2 separate regions of the Sus scrofa genome follow, and region 2 is linked to region 1. Evidence: chromatin contacts called from public Hi-C data. All regions are on one chromosome and are shown on one strand. Each heading gives the region's core, a stretch centred on a gene start, on an enhancer-like site or on the middle of the called end of the contact. The rest is flanking DNA. Distances are from core to core; before and after follow the strand shown. Region 1 holds the start of ARHGAP12 (rho GTPase-activating protein 12). Region 2 holds the start of KIF5B (kinesin-1 heavy chain).

What was found. A called contact is a pair of places that touch in the nucleus more often than the background predicts.
Region 2: a Hi-C map of liver shows a contact between it and region 1, with 5 times the contacts expected there. The contact joins the promoter of KIF5B here to the promoter of ARHGAP12 in region 1. A contact is called at or near these places in 5 of 47 Hi-C or Micro-C datasets (alveolar macrophages, embryonic fibroblasts, heart right ventricle and 1 more) and 1 of 2 datasets of contacts at active chromatin or transcription factors (alveolar macrophages).

What each region holds. Positions count from the first base shown.
Region 1 is chr10:42,575,920-42,578,619 of Sscrofa11.1, forward strand. ARHGAP12 (rho GTPase-activating protein 12) reads right to left here and starts at 1,432. Exons shown (of 18, transcript XM_021064803.1): 1 at 1,246-1,432.
Region 2 is chr10:42,692,180-42,694,879 of Sscrofa11.1, forward strand. It overlaps KIF5B (kinesin-1 heavy chain), which reads right to left and starts at 1,372. Exons shown (of 26, transcript XM_021064805.1): 1 at 774-1,372. The coding sequence starts at 899.

The DNA.
Region 1 (2,700 bases), core at 182-2,681:
AGCGGCCACAGTCTATTCAAATAAAAAAATACACAAAGATGCTTCAGCCTGTAACACACCCTCCTGCGGATCAGGTAAGGAACACCGAATGACAAACTAGTACATCTATCTCTAGGCTACCGGTACCCAACATTTAAATATTAGAGAGGCATGGCAAGGAGCTGGATACTTTAACAACCTCTCACTGCAACATTCAGAGCCTTCCAAGGTCTCACCTTTAGAAGCGGGGGGCAGAATCTGAACCAGATTCCAGCGACTCCTCAATATTCCTTCCTCTACATCATCGCCCCCAAGGAATACGCGCATGAACGGTCAATAAATTCTACCTCCACAGGTCATGATTAACCATCAAGCAGGACGAGGGCTAACTGCCTCTGCCACAACACTTCGCTTGGAATGACGTGAGAACTTTTCATAGTGCTACGCTTTGAACATTTTGCTTTTGCCTTCGCAAGTGCATTTAAAACGACTGCTGCTGCAGCCGACAGGAAAACATCACACGCCTCTAAAACGCAAGGCCGTGCCTTTTGCTCTGCTGATGACCCTGTGGCCGTTTCTTCTCCAGGAGTCTGCGGTAACTTAAGATAAAACACGCCAAGGACAGTCATTCTTAGAAGATAATCAACGACCCCAGAGGAGAGGACAGGGAATTCTTTAAATTTAAGGACCCCGAGGAAATTCCTCGCAGAGAAGCAAATGCCCATTCAGCAGGGGCGGGGCACCTCTACAGACTGCAGAGCCCCGAGCGCCCAGTTTTGAGGTCAAAGCCCTCGAGGGGAGGCCCAGATCCGCTCCGGGGTGGGGTGGGGGGTGCACCCCCTCCAGCGGCTGGGAAGCGGGCACGCGCGGTGGCGGGAGACCAGGAAAGAGGGCGGCACCGCCAGCCTTTTACACACATACACACACACACACACACACACACACACGCCCCGATACCCTCCTTCCTGGGGGCGGGGCGGCGGGCACTGCCCTCTCACAGGAAGTCAGAAAACCGGGGGGCAAAGGAGCCACAACTTCGAGCCATTTAAACCCCGCAGCCCATATCTGCCGACCTGCCGGCGACGGTCCCCGCCCCGAGCCCCGACCCCTCGGGCCGCGCCTCCGGCTGCACTCGCGCCCCTCGGCGCCACCGCGCGCCAGCACACGCCTCCCCCGGCCCCGCAGCCCTCGGCGGGTACAAACCCCAGCCCCAGGCGCCTTTGTGCTGCGCCGCCCGAACTGCCTTCCGCTCGCAAGCCCCCTCACCTCACAGAGAGCGCAGCGGCCTCGCGGGAAGCGGCTCCCTCCCGTGCCGGCGGCAGCAGTGGGGCACCCAGGCGAGCCCGAAGGGCGCTCACTCGGCGGCGGCCGCGGCCGGCGCGTCCCCGCAGGCAGCTCTCCCCGGGAGGGTAAGTTCCAGGGCACGTCGGAGCGCGCCGGCGCGGGGGCGGGGCGGGGAAGCGGTCACGTGGGACGGGGGCGGGGCGCGCCACGTGATGGGGCGGGGCGAGGCGCACGTGACGGCCCGCCGGGCGAGGGGTGACTCGGCCTTGGAGGATCCGGGAGGAGGAGGGGAGGCAGAGGGCGGGGCCGAGGCGCGCGGAGTGGCGCGCTCCTAGAGGGCGGAGGGGGTGTGGATGCTTTGCAAACTCCAGGTGGGAAAAGCTGAGAAAACGCTCCTGGGGAAAAGGAGGGAAGGGTGGACTGGAAAACTTCCGAGACTGGAGTGGTTGGAGTGGGGCTGGGGAGGAGGGGGCCGTGGGCCCGCCCCCACCTCTTTCTCCTGCCGCCTGCCTGCTGGGAACGCTGCCCGGCGTCGGTCAGCGGTTCCTGAACCCGGAAATCCCGCGGGCAGGCTCAGGAAGAGTCCACAGGATACTTCGGTCGGTGAAGTGCAGCTCTGGAGACCCTGGTCCATGACGGGGCTCCTGCTGGGACCGGCAGCGCACACTCCGCTGCAGTCCCGAGGCAGCTGACCGCCGACTCCTCTCCCCGCTGTCCACTGGCCTGTTGTGTGCGCTGCGGTGTTGTTGCCCAAAGTTAGCCCAGTATGCTGCGTTTGCAGGAGATCCGCTGCACTGGGAATGTAGGGGGAGACCTCCTCCTTCCATTGTCGCTTCATCTTTCTCAACCTTAGCTGCCCAAAAAGCCTGTGGACAAGTCCAAAGTCTCCTTCTAAGCTCTAAAATTCAATGACTGAGAAAAATAACTGCTATGTATTAGGACTGCAGACACCATTCATTTAGTAACCAACTGTTGATTGTGTCTGTTATGGCGCCTGGATAAAATGTTAATAGTACTAGGAAAAAAGGCCAAGGTATTATTCAATTGGCTCTTCTCTGTTCTTCACCTCATGCTTGAAGATGCCATTGGCTTCCTTAATCACAAGCTGAACTCCCAGTTTTTCTTTAATGACTGCAAAGAACCCACTGGGATATTGTCAAGACTTTAACAACTCTAGTTTACTACCTTGTTAGAAAATTAAATCTAATGTTCAGGGCGGGGGGCTTAAAGTTGTAAGATACTCTCCTCTCTCAAAGAAAAGGTACTTAAGCCTGAGACCATACTGTCTCTATCAGTACACTCAAGACCCCCTTTCCTTGGCATGGGTAGTCTTTTCTGTCTCCCTCAGTTTCTAACGAGTTCTTTGCCATGCCTTTGTTCAGTAGAGTATTACTACCATGTGCTTCTGAAACTATTTTCCATAGAATCCCTTGTGAT
Region 2 (2,700 bases), core at 122-2,621, 120 kb after region 1:
AAAAAAAGTTTGCTTTTATAACACTTTGACAAACACATAAAAAGTTAATACTCTTTCCTAGACTGTAACTCCATAAAAAGCAGTGAAAGTGAGACTATGGTTCTCTTCTGAACGTGAACTGGCTAGATCCGCTGGAAGATTAAACAAAATCGACCGCTCCAATTTCAAAAGAAAGCTATTTCTTTTTACAGCCCTCGATTCGCCATTTGTAACGGGAAACTCAAAAGGCGGGTTGGGTGAACTTTTAAGATACAAGTATAACTAACTGCAGTTGTTTGGTAGTTTTCCTCCTCCCGCCCGGGAAAAAGCACGGTTAAACGTTTCTCTAAGTATCATTACTATTTAAGGTACAGCTAGTCTGGTCTGCTAGCTCAATGTTCCTGGCCGAACTCTGATCTTCCAAATTTTATGAATGGTAAATCTGGAGGGAAGTCCGAAAACACCAAAGGCAAGCATCTGCATCAGTAACTGCACGCGCAGAAACGCCGGCACTAAATTTGCTCCCCGGACGGTTCCGCCAGCGCCCCAGGTGCGGGAGTGCCCCGGACCGTGAGTGGGCGCCTCCCATTCCCGGCGCGGCTGACCGGGGTGGGGAGACCCAGGAGCACCCGAGGAGGCGCCGCGTCCCTCCCTGGCCCATCGGGGCCGGCGGAACCCACCGGGAAGGCTGGGGGACCCGACTGCTCCCTCTCGGCTCTCACTCCCTACTTCCCAGGACTCCAGGCGCAGCCGGGCCCCAAGGAGGGGAACCGGGGTGGGGGCGGGGCACTCACCGCGATCATGACCGTGTCTTCTCCCTGAAACTTGGCGATGTACTTATCGCCGCGGTTCACCTCGGACTCGTTCAGAGGTCTGAAGCGACACATCACTTTGATGTTGCATTCGGCCGGGTCCGCCATCTTCCTAGCCGCCGGGGCCGGAGGCCGGGAGCCACTCCCCGCCGCTCACTCTTGGAGGAAGTAGGCCAAGCAAATGGGCTGGGGTCGCGACGGTCCAGGGTCCGCGATCCGCGGCGTCGCGCTTCCCCGGCGGGGGCGACCAGGGACCAGGGCTTCAGCGCCCGCGCCGGCACCGTAGCCCTCAGGCTCACTTCCGATCCATCATGGCAGCCATGGCGGCGGCGACGCCGGGCGGAACGGCGGCGGCTCCTCAGCTTCTCCCTCGCCGGCGGGGCAGGCCGCGGGGCCGGGGGACACCGGAGACCGGGAACGTGGCCCCCTCCTTCCTCCCCAGAGAGAGCAGGCAAGGCCCAACGTTGGCCCGCCCGGCTGTCCGCTCGCCGGCTTGCCGGCTGCCACTTGACCACTCCTGAGGCCGCAGACGGGCGACAGGCGGCGGGATGGGAGGCGCGGGCGGAGCACTGCGCACGCGCGGAGCACTGCGCACGCGCCGAAGTTCCAGTTCCTCGGCGACCAATGCGCGCCCGCACCGCCCCTCTGCGCCCGGGTCGCAGGTCCAAATTCCCGTCACCCGCGTGCCTGAGCACCTGCGGGCGCTGCTGAGGATTTCCCCGTGCCTTTGGATGCGCTTTCTTTTCTTTAGAGGACAAAGAATTCGTAATCTGCTTGCTGTCGTAGTTTAAGTGAAACACTGTACGTCTGCGAGAAAGTGTTTGCTTTGTTTTTGGTCTGGAGATAAACTGATTGCTAGCTCACCTTTTTTAAAGCGCTTTGCCGGAAAAAGGAAGACTTGAATGAACGGTGGGTCTTGGCTCTCAGGTTCAGGAGATTGCTCATTACTGAGAGAATGGCTTGGGGAGACAGGAATAAGAAAGAAAAAAGGAAGAGTTCTCTTGTGGGTCAGATGATTAAGGATCCCAACATTGTTGGTGCCCATGGTGCTGGGTTGATCCCTCACCTGGAAATTTTGGCATGCTGTGGGTACAGCCAGAAAGAAAGAAAAAGGAAATTCGTCTAAGGAATATAAGGTGCTGAAGAAATGTGGAACAGTAGAGCGAAGTGGAAGAAGGTCCTGGGAACTGGCGGTCCCAATCACCTCCTGTTAAATGTTATGAAACTCATCAATCTCAACACCAGAGGAATGCTGACCTGCAGTGTAAAGAAGGTCTTAAAAGGCCTGGATCAAACTGAGGATTACATGTTTAAGGAAAACCACTCCACAGTTGATTTTGTCTTTTGATTTTCGAAGGTGTACACCCTGGACCCTCTTCATGTGCAAGAACTGCTGTGTGAGGACTTTGAAAACAACCGGAAACCCTTCTGGTTCCCAATTTTTGTTTGTAAAATGGAGGAGTGTACTATGAAAGCCTCCAGTGTTCTCATCCCATCATCGTAATACCTCCAGAAATGAATCCATAGTTCCCAGATTCAGGTTTATTCACCGTAATAAGGGAGAGTTCACACCTAAGAAACCTTGGTTTGTCGCACCAAAGGAAAAGGTGAAGTTGCTACAGGGTTTTGAGGGAAGTGTAGAGTTTAGAAAAAATTTAAATGAAGTTGTGTTTTGTTTTGTTTTTGCCACACCTGCAGCACGTGGAAGTTCCTGGGCCAGGGATCAGTTCTGGGCCACAGGTGTGACTACACCACAGCTGTGGCAACCCTGGATCCTTAACCCACTGCAGCGGGCACTGGGTGGGGGATAGAATCCGCACCTCAGCAGTGACCCAAGCTGCTGCAGAGACCACACCAGATCATTAACCCACTGCACTACAGTGTGACTCCAAATGAAGCTGTGTTTTGG